2 separate regions of the Bombyx mori genome follow, and region 1 is linked to region 2. A link is a contact called in public Hi-C data. All regions are on one chromosome and are shown on one strand. Each heading gives the region's core, a stretch centred on a gene start, on an enhancer-like site or on the middle of the called end of the contact. The rest is flanking DNA. Distances are from core to core; before and after follow the strand shown.

The links. A called contact is a pair of places that touch in the nucleus more often than the background predicts.
Region 1: a Hi-C map of whole pupa shows a contact between it and region 2, with 1.4 times the contacts expected there. The contact joins the enhancer-like site here to the promoter of LOC101745636 in region 2. A contact is called at or near these places in 2 of 7 Hi-C or Micro-C datasets (both in whole pupa).

The regions. Positions count from the first base shown.
Region 1 is chr1:15,379,864-15,387,464 of ASM3026992v2, forward strand. All of the region lies in intron 1 of LOC101745785 (nostrin), which reads left to right. Among protein-coding and RNA genes, the nearest start is that of LOC101745785, 47 kb to the left of the region's middle. Within about 2 kb of position 3,073, at least 3 of the 8 cell types and tissues checked have open chromatin away from gene starts, as enhancers often do.
Region 2 is chr1:15,326,207-15,333,687 of ASM3026992v2, forward strand. LOC101745636 reads right to left here and starts at 5,432. Exons shown (of 18, transcript XM_062670084.1): 1 at 5,038-5,432. The coding sequence starts at 5,332.

The DNA.
Region 1 (7,601 bases), core at 1,823-4,322, 51 kb after region 2:
GGCCGTGAGTCATCATATTAGTAGATGCCTGCCTTAGTTAACTAAATGAAGAAATACAGTGATCTCAACGAATTAAACTAGGATTTATTTGATTCAGGTCATCGATACAACAGTGGACCTGGGTTCTGTGTTGTCAAAGGGCCGGTTTATATAGTTATTTCTAACAAATAATCAAACAAAGCTTAGCAAGTAAATTAGCGAGAATTAGTAAGGTAAGCATTGAGTTTTTTTTGTTATACAAAGGATGTGGTCTGTTTTAGATGATTGATCAGCTCAATCTATCAAAATAATTATGTAACCTATTGCATTATAGTCAAAACAAAAGGATCGAGGGTAGGAATAAATAATAAGTTTAAAAAAAATGTAAACAGTTACATATTTTCGATCTGTAAGATTCAATATGTATTGACAATGGTTATTCACTGATACCGGTTTGGAAACCCGTTTCTTTTGGCATGCTTCGATAGTTAATTAGATTAATATGAATACCATAGTGTTGACCTACACTCACCGCACAAAGTAAAAGTGCAGTCTGTAATTTAAAACAAATGTTAATATAAAAAAATTGTAATTGCATTAAATTATAATATCAAGAATGTGTAATATGAAGATCAAAAACTATCCAAGATTTTGTTTTTAAATCATATTATACAACACGGTTTAAATTTTAGAACGTTGTCCAATTAAGAGTTTCGAGTTTGTAATGAGATTCTCAATTCAAGTCGGCAGGGTCATTTAAATGTCGATTACCTATCTACATGGTATTGATCTGAATCTGATAATTCGATGTTGATCCGTCGCACTTGTATCGCTTGCCAAATATAACATGGTCGAATATTTAATCGGAAATCGTTATGACGAATCAAATTTTATTCGATTCAAGGTTATCGATTTAATTTCTTTCTCGTTTGACACACACAGGTGCGATTTAAGATACCGGTACAACAAATTTTGATTAATCGCAAAAAGGTTGTTGTGGACTTCTCTTAAAAAAAATTCCAGTGACTTGTTTAGTACACAAATACACTCGTATATTTATTATTTAATCAAATTATCGTCATTCACATCTTACGTGATGTTAGAACATTTGTCGAATCAATTCATGAAACGATTGCGTTAATATCGATAACATTAACGAAAGTTAAAACTTGATAATCATTCGATAAATTATAGAATTCTATTTCTATCTGACCAACCGTTTAGATCATTAATATTTACGATACAAAACTGGTTTTCTTGTGGCCGGCGCATGCTACTTTTTGCGGGTATACGAACGTCTAATGTCGGTTTTTTTTCATCGAATGATCAGAAGAAGTTCTTCGTATTTGATGACGCGGATGACGTCACTTCGGTCACTGGCATCCAGTGAAAGTCAGTCAATCGATGGCGTTGTGGTAACGACGCATCAATCTGCAACACTTTCGTTGTCGTGAATCGATTGTTATTCGGGTACCGATCCTCGGGACCGATTTCCCCGGCGGCGCCCAGCCTTCACAGAGCTGTTCAAAAATAATTCCATATCTAATTCAGGGTCTCGTTAGAATAGGCAATTCAAATTCACACTTACGTTATATTACGTGCCGACATTGCTTCAGGAAGGAAGTCGGTATTTCTTAATTATTTTGACACAAGGCTATAATGAAGCGATTTTCTCGGTTATTATCGGGTTTCACCGTGTGCACAGCTATGCACTTCGCACACATTGATACATTAGGATGCCGCCGAATAAAATTGCGTAAAGTTTTCGTTCTGTTCTGTAGACAGGTCGTGTTTCTGCAGAGTGCAGTTATGAAATTGATCTATGTCGGTTGGTACTACGGTCAGTTACGTGTATGTCGGAGTAATATACCTACTGATTGTTGCTGCTTCTGCAATCTCAATGTAATGTTATTGTTTTTTTAATGATACCCTTAAAGATTTCCAAACACCCTAAATTAACTTCGGTCGAAATATTTCGGTATCAATCCCACGGTATCTTGAACTTTTTTAGATGTTTCAAGTGTAATTGATGAATGATTCTGGCGCGAATCCAAATATTTTTATTCAATTAAAATCCGAATGCTTTTAGTAAGGGTATTTAGTATTTAAAGTGTATTATTATAATACATCGATATTGACAATTATTGGCCTATATTTTAGCATAAAACTATTGTGTATTATTTGTGTTATAAAATATAGTTTTAATTAAACTTACCGATCTATTTACAAAATCCGTGTTAAATAGAGGATTATTATTTATTTTTATATGGTTATTAAGATTAATCTAATGTAATGTAGCTAAACAATTACAACTATTAGTAACTAGTAGTACAGTAGATACAGCATCGTCATTTGATATTGTGACATCTTTTCTCTTCTAAAGATTATTACGATTCAAAATTGTTTGCATGTTTCTTGATAAATGTGCAATACTTCTACTTTTAATGAGATACCTAAGTCTAATCAAATCTCATCTAACGTTTAAAAATGAATAGTTTAAATGTTTGTATTTACTCACTTTTACGTGTCCAGTCATTCGATCGCAATGAACCGTAGTATATATTATTGACGTTATTGATATTGACATTATTGACGTACGAGTTACAAAAAATACAAAATACGTGGTATCTAAAACAAAGAGTGGTGGTCCGTTGTGCTGTATGAGGCCTTTGACCCCGAGTATGCATTGTTTTTCTTAGTCACGATGCCTACAACGTGAAAAACATTCCTAAAATATAGTAGAATACATTTCTATCGTAACTACTTCGAGTGTCTGCCCGAACCTGTAAATTGCAACGGTCATACAAAAAGAAGATTACTAAAACTAAATAACGCGAAAATACGTAATTACTAAACATAATAATCTAACATCGATAAAATACCAGCACCAGTATTATCAGTACAATTTAATTACGGGCTTAAGCAAAACGAAACTACTCCGAAATCGGATTTTTACTAAATAAACGTAATAAAATTACGAATCAAATGACTCGGTAACAAAAAAGAAATTCAAGAGATATCAACTTGTTTACAAGCTTATTACAACGGAGCTAATACAACAATTCGCGATGTGTCGACGTATGTACAGCAAACGGTCGCTTGCGTCGGTTACATAACGGCCAACCAATCGTTTCGTATTAAACACGCAATACTCTCAGACTATTCTCAACGTATGCCACAAGTTTTGCTTCATACAAGCCTCAAGCAATACAATTGCTATCATATGAGCAGCACTTGCTACTAATTAGACGTTAATAATTTTATCATTCGTAAACATATAATCATTAATCATATTAATAGTTGTTGCAGTTGAATCTTTTTTGTAGTATTTTTAACTTGTGGTTTGTAATAATAAATCTATTTGTTTTTCTTTGGTAACTTCTGCTTCTTCTTTTTTACAATAAAATCGATTTAAAACTAATAGTAAGAATTAGCTAAAGGTATCAGAATCGAACTATGGAATGTTTAGACACATTTGTTGTTATGTTCTTGTTACTCTTTTTATTTTATTAAAACCATTCCTATCGATTTATTAATCTACATTTTTTAAGCGCTTCGGAGTCAATTATCTGCAAAAAATCTTTAGATTTTAATTTATTTTGTTATTAATGTCAAGAAAGTACCAAAAATACATTAACACGCTAAACGCTATGACGGACACCATGTGTCCACAGCATACTTTCCCCTACCGTACCAATATAACAAGAATCGTGCAAAAATCCTTGAGGTGTTTTTTCGCCAACTTTGTCAAGAAAGAACTAAAAAACGACTTATGAAAACAGTGACTATTCATTATTTTCAGAGAAATGTCAAATGGCAGACACGCTGTGTCAGTCGAGGCCCCCCTAGACCCAAATTTTTTGGCGGTCTCAGGGTGTCCGTCGCGACTTACTGAACCAAATTTTAACATAATTTTTAGTCTAGCGTTCAACGTGATAATTATACATAAAATGTTAGTAAGTCATCATAAAGACACTGCACCCGGCCCGGATGGTGTCCATGGCCGGGTTTGGGCCTTGGCTCTTGGTGCCCTAGGGGACCGACTCTTGAGACTTTACAACTCCTGCCTCGAGTCGGGACGGTTTCCTTCATCGTGGAGGACGGGCAGACTCGTGCTGTTGAGAAAAGAGGGGCGCCCGGCGGATACTGCCGCCGGGTACCGTCCCATCGTGTTGCTGGATGAGGTGGGCAAGCTGCTGGAACGCATTCTGGCAGCCCGCATCATCCAGCATCTAGTCGGGGTGGGACCCGATCTGTCGGCGGAGCAGTATGGCTTCCGAGAGGGCCGCTCAACGGTAGACGCGATCCTTCGCGTGCGGGCCCTCTCGGAGGAGGCCGTCTCCAGGGGTGGGGTGGCTTTGGCGGTGTCGCTCGATATCGCCAATGCGTTTAACACCCTGCCCTGGTCCGTGATAGGGGGGGCGCTGGAACGACATAGAGTGCCCCCCTACCTTCGCCGGCTGGTGGGTTCCTACTTAGAGGACAGATCGGTCACGTGTACCGGACACGGTGGGATCCTGCACCGGTTCCCGGTCGTGCGCGGTGTTCCACAGGGGTCGGTGCTCGGCCCCCTTTTGTGGAATATCGGGTATGACTGGGTGCTGAGAGGTGCCCTCCTCCCGGGCCTGAGCGTTATCTGTTACGCAGACGACACGTTGGTCGTGGCCCGGGGGGGGAGTTTTGCTGAGTCTGCCCGTCTTGCTACGGCTGGGGTGGCGCATGTCGTCGGCAAAATTAGGAGATTGGGCCTCGACGTGGCGCTCAGTAAATCCGAGGCCATGTGGTTCCACAGGCCCCGGAGAGTGCCACCTGTCGATGCCCATATCGTGGTTGGAGGCGTCCGTATCGGGGTCGGGGTGCAGTTGAAGTACCTCGGCCTCATTCTGGACAGTCGTTGGACCTTCCGTGCTCACTTTCAAAATCTGGTCCCTCGTTTGTTGGGGGTGGCCGGCGCGTTAAGCCGGCTTCTGCCCAACGTCGGGGGGCCTGACCAGGTGACGCGCCGTCTCTATACGGGGGTGGTGCGATCAATGGCCCTATACGGGGCGCCCGTGTGGGGCCAGTCCCTGGCCGTGGGGGTGGCGAAGCTGCTGCAACGGCCGCAACGCACCATCGCGGTCAGGGTCATCCGTGGTTATCGCACCATCTCCTTTGAGGCGGCGTGTGTACTGGCTGGGACGCCGCCTTGGGTTCTGGAAGCGGAGGCGCTCGCCGCTGACTATAAGTGGCGGGCTGACCTTCGTGCCCGGGGCGTGGCGCGTCCCAGCCCCAGTGTGGTCAGAGCGCGGAGGGGCCAATCTCGGCGGTCCGTGCTGGAGTCATGGTCCAGACGGCTGGCCGATCCTTCGGCTGGTCGTAGGACCGTCGAGGCGATTCGCCCGGTCCTTGTGGATTGGGTGAATCGTGACAGAGGACGCCTCACTTTCCGGATCACGCAGGTGCTCACTGGGCATGGTTGTTTCGGTGAGTTCCTGCACCGGATCGGAGCCGAGCCGACGGCAGAGTGCCACCATTGTGGTTGCGACTTGGACACGGCAGAGCATACGCTCGTCGCCTGCCCCGCATGGGAGGGGTGGCGCCGTGTCCTCGTCGCAAAAATAGGAACCGACTTGTCGTTGCCGAGTGTTGTGGCATCGATGCTCGGCGACGACGAGTCGTGGAAGGCGATGCTCGACTTCTGCGAGTGCACCATCTCGCAGAAGGAGGCGGCGGGGCGCGTGAGAGACGCACAATCCCGCCGCCGTCGAGCGGGGGCCAGGGAGGCGGATCTCGCCCAAGCCCTGGCCCTCTAAGTGTTTCGGGTCCCCCTCACATGTCGGTCTGGGGACCGGCGAGGGGGGCCTAAGAAGACGACGTGCAAGCTGCTCTGCACGCGTTTTACGCAAGAGCATCCGGGTGATGGAAGGCCGGCTATCCTCGACCCATGCTGGTTCTGGCCCAGCGGGGTATTCCGTAGGGTAACCCACTCTAACCGGCGCCATCTAGGCGGGCTTCGGACAGTCTGCCGACCGAGAGGGCTTGTGGTCGTGGCGCCGACGACCGCCAGTCCGGCGTCCCGAGGGGGAGGGTGATGGGAGAGATGTGCTCCGCACTAAACACTTCACTTTCCCCCCTTTGCCTTTTCATGAGTTCTGTCTCATGCGAGGTTTGGACGTTGGTTGTTGAGCGACAGGAGGTTTTAGTCAGTTCGACTCTGACATACCCCGCCCAGTATCCCCAGAAAAGGGCGGAAGTCCGGCGATTTCCTCCTGACCAAAAAAAAAAAAAAAAAGTCATCATAAAGTCGACTACACTACTTTGAGCTTAGAAAGAAGAAGTCGGCTGGAGCTATATCTGATCAATAAGGTGATTGTTCGATGGTATTTGTTGAGTTTTTGGTCAAAAATTCGTTCACGGCAATGGCCTTTGGCAAAGGCGCATTATCAAGGTTTTTTTTGTTATTGCTTAGATGGGTGGACGAGCTCACAGTAAATCTGGTGTTAAGTGGTTACTGGAGCCCATAGACATCTACAACGTAAGTGCGCCACCCACCTTGAGATATAAGTTCTAAGGTCTCAAGTATAGTTACAACGGCTACCCCACCCTTCAAACCGAAACGCACGCTTCCCGGCAGAAATAGGAAGGGCGGTGGTACCTATACGTACGGACTCACAAGAGGTCCTACCACCAGTAAGTGGTGGTTGCAGTAGTGCAAAATCCAAGAATTTTCTTTCCACAAATCTAGACTTTTCCCATAAGCGCCGCATAACGCTTATTAATATTCTTTAATTACCATTTGACCTTCTGGCAAGAATTCGGCTCAACACCACGATAGTCAAAGAAAACGGTCAATTGCAGACGTTGATGGCCTACCAGAGCGAGGCAAATCTTCCATCACAACTCGAACGCTTTTGAAAGCATTGTACCACCCATAAGCACGTGCTTCAGTTAAAGTCGATTCACTGTAAGCCTCGCTTAACATTTTCAGTGACTCCCAAACACCACATTCCATTGGCGATGCAAAATTTAAAACAAACTCTGTAAAACATAGAATGTTTTTGCACATTTAGAAATTTGTAATATACACTAGACATGATATAACTAAAAAGAACACTGTATTTAATCTAAATAACAGACGCAAATCCAACTCCGCGCCAAAATGCAAAACAGTTGTGCCAATCTAACATTAAGAAATAAATGAATTTGAAACCCATTTTTTTGATAATGTACTTTGTTATTAATTACAACGGCCGGACAATAAAAACATTTACTTGTGGAAACTCGTACAAGAATCTCAATCAACCTTGGTTGAAATGATAAGGAGCGCAAAATAAGCCAAACGAAATGTAAGCTCGGAGACTCGAGGAATTTATTTATCCAAATGATAAATAGTCTTATATGTTGCTTTGAAATATTGCATAAATTATTCAGAGATGCATTAAGAGTACGGTTTATGAAAGTTTATTTTGATTTTGACCTAATGCTGCTGTTCGGGATATGAGTTAGTAGCAACTAAATTGACACAACTACGAGTGTCCTAGCTGTCACCGGAATCTAAGATAATTCCTTCGAGAAATAGGATTTTTCCTATCTATCTTTAGTTAGAGATAGTTAGGGAATAAGTTGACTACCGAGCCGCGGGC
Region 2 (7,481 bases), core at 4,182-6,681:
GAAGAGGCAGCACACTGAGTATTTCGCCGGATCTTCTCAGTGGGTCGCGTTTCCAATCCAGTGGTAGATTTTGCGAAGTACTGCTCTTGTTAGTGCCGGTTTGAGCCCAGAGAGCTCACTAGGGCAACGCTGCAATAGCCTCTCATGGCTATCAGCATAAGTAGCAAAAAAAAAAGAGGGCTCTCAATGGCTTGGGTCGGTTAAGATCTACGAGAATGTACCTGTGCCCGTGTCTTGAATTGGTTATATCCGGAGCAGCACAGAGATTTTGGGAGTATACTCGCGATAAGAGTCACTAACAGACAGTACAATAATGCCTACTGCACGTCTATACCTAGCATTGATCCCCTAGCACCGATACCCCGGGTTCAGGATTCTTAACTACAATTTCCAGTTTATACTGCCGAGAATCGAACTTAACTTTATTCACTAAAGTTTCTCGGCGACCAAAAATAGTATTGTTGTTGTGTGTAGACCGGCGTTTTTAACGTCTCTTCAATTGTGCGTCCCGTTTTCCTTTCTAGACTATCATCGGTTGCTAGTAATGCTAGCGCAATCTAGGAGTATTGTACTGCAACATCTATTGACGACATGCAAAATATCTTCTCTACATAGATACGCACCCTTCCTGAAAAATGACGTTACCGAATCTCGTACATCTACGTATTATTCTTATCTAGTTTAATTTTGTGTAAGCAAAATGTTTAATGTCAGACGAGGCTTGAGGAGAGTCCTTAGTAATGGGCAACGGCTTAGCTGTATACCTGACCTCGCTGATGACTACTTCCTATCAGTTATACCATATGTTTTTCTCTTTTTTTAAATCTTCTATGATTACTAGAGCTACCAATATGACTACTCCATCAAATGTCGGTAGCAATAATTAACCTAATAAGCTTCAAATAATAAACCTTACCTTGAACTATGCTTAATAATTTGTTTACATACCTAACCATTAGGCTTCCTCACAACAAAAATTTGTCCGGACTCTTAATTATTTTCAGTTGAAATAGCCGAGAACCGTACTTTATAATAATATGGTCTCGGTGATCAAAAATTGTCAATTGTGTGTGTAGACCGGCGTTTTTGACGCCTCTTCAAATGTATCTCCCGTTTCCCTTTCTAGACTATCATCGGCTGCTAACAATACTAGCGCGATTTAGGGAAATTGTTCTGCGCCATCTATTGACGACATATAAAATATATTTCTTCCAAAGGCTCCACACCCTTCCTGGAAAAGTAGGTCTCTCAAACTAAGATTTAAATAGGAAGGGTGCTAGAAGTGACATTAGGGTAACACCCATAGAAAAATGTGGAGCACAGTGAATGTTAGACAAAGGGTTGTGTAAGGAATAGAAGGATGTTCTGAATAACTAAATAATGATCCCCCAAATTATTATCATGTATCCTCTAGCCTCTTTTTTATCTCGGGCCGGGGGCCGAATCTCATATGAGATGTCTACGCCTTGGGGCCACAATCGATATGTGGGACTGGATGGGCTGTAGATATTGAAAAGAGACCGCGGGCCCAAGGTAGTTTCAAGGGGCCAGAGCTGAGCGAGCGCCCTCCTTTGTTCCCTCACTAGGCCACGGTGGCACGATGCCGAGAGGGAAGAAGAGCTCTCCGTCCCTCGTTCCGCCACCTCTTTCTGCGAGATGGTGGACTCACAGGCATCGAGCATCGCTTGACAGGTCTCGTCGCTGCCGAGCATCATAGCCACGACGAGACGGTTGGCAGCGACAGGCACGGTCCTATTTTTGCGGAGACGACGCAGCGCGAACGTGTGCTCCGATGTGCCCTCGTTGCAGCCACTGCACTGGTGGTACTTCGGCATTGGCTCTTTCTGGGCGACAAGGTACAGGTAGCGGCCAAAACAGCCGTGACCCGTAAGAACCTGCGACGCTCAAAAGGTGAGACGTCCTCGGTCGCGATGCACTTAGTCCAACAGGACCGAGTGGATAGCCTCAACGGTTCGTCTCCCATAGGCGGGGCCCGCCAGGCATCTATCCTCCTGAACCAACTTCGAAGTACAGCCTTCTAATATGGAATGAAAATTTATATTGAAATAGTTTAATGGGAAACGGCCACTATGGTCGTCTTTGATTCTGACTTGAATCTTGTTAAGAAGTAATCGCCGAAACTGCTGATCTATGTTCAAAGGATACGAAGCCGTTTCTTGATATTTCACTGAAGTCCCGAACATGTGCATCCAAACGTTCGACTTGTTCATTTACGGTTGAATCCTTTACTAAAAATTCTAATTTCTTGGCAATATCCCAATCATAAACGGCAAAACAATTCTCCGTTTCCTTGCGATCTAAAAAGAACCATCCTAATTTTAACAGCCTATACCTACTATATTTTACGATTTTTGTTACAGCAGTTCTAGGTTCCACCTGTCTATTTCTGACACGAAGCAGTCACGGACTTCGGTTTGGAGGGTACAGTCGTTATGCAATTGAGAGAGAATTGTTTCAAGGTGAGCGACGTTACGATGATACGAATTGATAAGTTACATACAAAATTCGTTTTGTAATTGATGCTGCTTAGGAAAAACTGTGTGCTTAGAAGACACTGTGAAATACAATCAGGCTTCCTAAGATTAAGACTAAATACATATAATATTTAAATCTAAAATTCTATCGGGCCGAACCTCATACGCAATTTCCGCGCGTAGGAGTCGCGCGGGTATGTAGGTCTTGACAGTCCACCCATGTTGGGAGCGAAGCGCGGGTCCAAGGATGATTTTTGGGCCTACCCACCAAAATATTTCTCTTGTACTCTTTCGCCCGACGTCCGATCTCCACCCAGGCTTAGAACCCGGACTGAGTAAGGGGGTTCCCGCGTTCAACACTACAATCAGATTCGCGGTGCCACCCCGAGGATGTCCGATCAAGGGGTCGTCGACGACATACGAGGCCGATTTGCACAGTACTGTTATGCCGCCCGAGTGGTGCCATTCGTTTTCCGGGATACCCCGCTGGGCTAGACCCAGCCCGGCGGGTCAGAACGCGATACCCTGCCGACCGTGTTGCTCTTCCACAGTGCGTCCGTCGAAACGGTATCCTACGGTGGAGCCTTTACCCTCTCAGATTGCCCTGTCATCAACACCGGGAGTAGACTTTTTCCTCACAGGGGCTGAATCTTGGCGAACACCCTCCTCCCGCCCCATGAAGTGATTTGGGCAGCCCCAAATAAATAAATAAATAAAAAATTATGTACCAGGATACATCAAATATATTTTTTTAATTTACTCCCGTTATTTACGAAATTAAGCCAAAAATTCTAGAAATAATATTTAATTCATCAAATATCACCATTACAAATTTTAATGACTCAGCCCTTTATTAATTCCAACATTGCTCGACTATAAAATGAAAATATAAAATAGAAGGTTATACGTTTATTCATAGGTTCTTCGTTATCGGAGTTCAAGTTTCAACCTTTAAAGGCAAAACATGCGATCTAGTGCAGTTATTAGAAAAAATAATTATTACTAATCGATCGATGTTTACTATTGTCATGAGATTTGTCCAAGAACTAAGATAGAAATCATCATTTTAAAATAATGTTACCGCCATTGGATCTAAGAGTTTGAGTATGTTTATTAAGAAAATGCCGTAAATTTTGTTCCCAATAGTGACATTAAGAATGCACTTAAAAATAGAATGTTTTAATTGATATTTTTTGTGTTAGGAACCGTACCTAAGCACCCTCCCTCAATCAATACGACCTCTATAGTCAAATGCGGTCTTTTAACACTCATTGTTCGTTTGCTCGCTGTACCTATAGGCACTTTGAGAGGCTACAAATAAAGTGACTATTCCATTCTAGGCAACATATTTTCACATAATTTATTATATTAATTTCATTTGCTCTTAGGAGATTACCATTGATTGTAATTTAATAAATGTTGTAATTTTTTCTCAGAGTTAAATAATGAATTTCTTGACCTGACTAGCTTCCCCATTTTACTAAAAACTACCAATTTTGGTTTATTTCTGCACAGCGAGGCAATCATGTGTACCGGTAATGTAACCCAATGGTGGCATAGCCGAAATTCTGACTAAATTAAAACTATTCCTTAACAAGAAAGAAGACGGCATTCTCGATACGATATCTATAGTTTCTAGTAACCGTTTTAAAACAGATGGATTGTCGTTTGCGCTTGTACGCTTTGGAGAATAATAGAATAACTGACTAGTTGTATTAATGAAAAGGTAAGACCGTCGTCAAACAATAGTATCGCTTGGAGGTCATACGGTCCAGTGAAATTAATTTCATTAAAAGGATAAGTGTGCAATGGAAAGCGATGTGTCCTAAAATAACTACTTTCCTTATGGTAGGACGCTTTCTTTGTACTACAACGATTGTTGAATTTTATGTATCAGCTTAGGTACTACTAGTTGCAACACATAATCTATATATATATATATATACATGATTTCTTGGTTTTTTTTTATTGCTTAGATGGATGGACGAGCTCACAGCCCACCTGATGTTAAGTGGTTACCGGAGCCCATAGACATCTACAACGTAAATGCGCCACCCACCTCGAGATATAAGTTCTAAGGTCTCAGTATAATTACAACGGCTACCCCACCCTTCGAACCGAAACGCATTACTGCTTCACGGCGGAAATAGGCGGGGTGGTGGTACCTACCCGTGCGGACTCCCAAGAGGTCCTACCACCAGTAAAATCCTGTTCGTTAGTCTCGCTAAAACTCGAGAACGGCTGGACGGGTTTGGCTAATTTTGATCTTGAATTATTCGTGGAAGTCCAGGGAAGGTTTAAAATGTAGATAAATATGAAAATGCCCAGAAATAAATAAAAATAACAATTTTGATGTTTCTCTTTGATGTGTCCCCCGTCGGACGGATTCCTTTTGTTTGTTTTAAGTTTATTTTATACAAAAGTTTAGGTCTTTTATTTATCGATTGAGGCAGTACGAAGTCTGCCTGGTCAGCTAGTTTTACAATAAATATTAATTACAATATTATAAAATTCTTAAGAAAATTTGTAAATAAATAATTACCCAAAACGAAAGGATCCAAATGTTTGGCTAAGCTTTTTTCTAGTGTTACCGTCTTTGAATATTTTTTCCCTTCGATACCGTGTTTGCATCCGTAACTTTCTGAGGATTCAATGCTCGATTCTTTTGAAATTTTTTCGAATTCATTTCCATGCTTTACCTTTCTCATAAAGATAGTGTGCGATGACGATTTCGAGATTCCACAATCACTTATAGCCTTAGTTGCACTAGAATATTTACTGTCTTGTGTCTCCAAGCCGGTTTTTTTTAAAGATTTTCGTCGTCCCTTAGATTCCATAACGAAATAAAGGATTTCTGTTTGGAGAAGCCAGTAAATTCCGACACGAAATCTCTAACAAAGCGATGCCTAATTTGTTATTCTAATGGAAGTGACATAACACTTTTCAAAAAATTGGACGTTGTGAACTTCAATTACACCTACCGACCTTTTTGGGTGTCTTTTAAATAATTTAAATTGAAGTCGTCGTGGCCTAAGAGATAAGACGCCCGGTGCATTCGTGTTGAGCGATGCACCTGTGTTCGAATCCCAGGCGGGTACCAATTTTTCTAATGAATTACGTACTCAACAAATGTTCACGATTGACTTCCACGGTGAAGGAATAACATCGTGTAATAAAAGTGAAACCCGCAAAATTATAATTTGCGTAATTACTGGTGGTAGGACCTCTTGTGAGTCCGCGCGGGTAGGTACCACCGCCCTACCTATTTCTGCCGTGAAGCAGTAATGCGTTTCGGTTTGAAGGGTAGGGCAGCCGTTGTAGCTGTACTGAGATCTTACAACTTATATCTCAAGGTGGGTGGCGCATTTACGTTGTAGATGTCCATGTACTCCAGTAACCACTTAACACCAGGTGGGCTGTGAGCTCGTCCACACAACTAAGCAATAAAAAAAAAATTAGGACAGTGTTATGCAACAAACGGTAAATCATAAGTGACATCTATTTTTCACAAAGATGGCGAGCGAATCAAATCGGTCAGGCCGCGAGCACTGGAATAGTCTCGCGCCGCTGAATTTAACAGACTCGAGAGACCAACGCAACGGCGAGACTGGCGGGCGGACCGTCACTCCATGACACTCCTCATCCTCAGTCGCAGTCCGGCTTCGTTCGACGTCGGCCACGTATCAGCAGCTCGCTCGTTAGCCGCAGCGATAATTCATTACTTTTCTCAACGAGAAAAACAAGTGAAATTAGCAATAAAAATTTCAACTCCCGGCCTTTTGTGAACTTATTAGTGAGTGATTTTGAAGTTGGACCTTGCCTCTGATTACGGCTGCTCTGTTTTCGGTGAGTGTTTAGTTTGTTTGTTTCGCCGGCGAAGAGCGAAATGTTTATTTTGTTGACAGTATTACGTGTATTTCGATGATGGAAAATTTGTGACGAACCATTAGTTTTCAAGTAATATACATACTTAGTTTACTGATCAGAAAGAAACACTATTCTGATCAGTAGTTTTTTTTAAACGATATAAAAAGGCTTTAAAGGCTGTTCATTAAATGGAAATTATAGGTATGGCATTTTGAGACTAAAAACTAAAAGTTTAACTGAATAATGTCAGCGCATGAATGACAGGAATGAATAATTAAAACGATGACGTAAAATTGTTATTACAAATTACTGAGGGGAAAAAAACGTACTTTTCTGACAGAGTAAAATTTATATTTGGAACCGTTTAAAGATTAAACTTATTCAATATTAAGATAATTTCATTTAAAACAATAACCCGTTAATATTTTTAATAAATTATTTTGGAGGTAAACTTTTGATATACCTAAATTATTATCACTTAGTATGGGTATGGTATGGTATTACTGGCACGACAATATGACTGATATTGTATAAGTTTTTTTGCTGTCGTATATAGTTTTTGATGGCGGTTAAGGTCAATGAGTAACTAATACTAAAGTAGGTAACCAAGAATTTCATTACCTACTTTGTAATTTATTAATTTTTATATTAACCTTCAAATGCCATTAACGATTAAAAGTAGAATTTGCTGGTGTTCAATTAGAACGTGTGGGTTTCATTATCATGTCTATTTCAATTCTATGAAAATAGAAATACACTGTTGTTTCTCCTTCACTCTATCTGCGAATGCTTTGTAAGCATTTTTCAATATTTTAAAAGGCAAATCTACCTACAAAATGAATTATTAAAATAATTTCTTATTAGCATTGTTAACGTGTTGAATTTTTTTGGAAATTGCATATGTACGAGGATAATTAGGTGAATGTTGTATTTCTTTCCCACGCAACACACTTAAAACAGTACTAGGGATTATGCGGTACTTTTACTATTTATATATTTTTGCTATTACCAATCTCAACCGACTTCCGAAGTCTATAAAAGTGACAATGAAAGTTTCGCCACCCGCCTTTTGGTATGCGATCGAATTCTCAATCGCATTGAAACATCAACCATACGGCC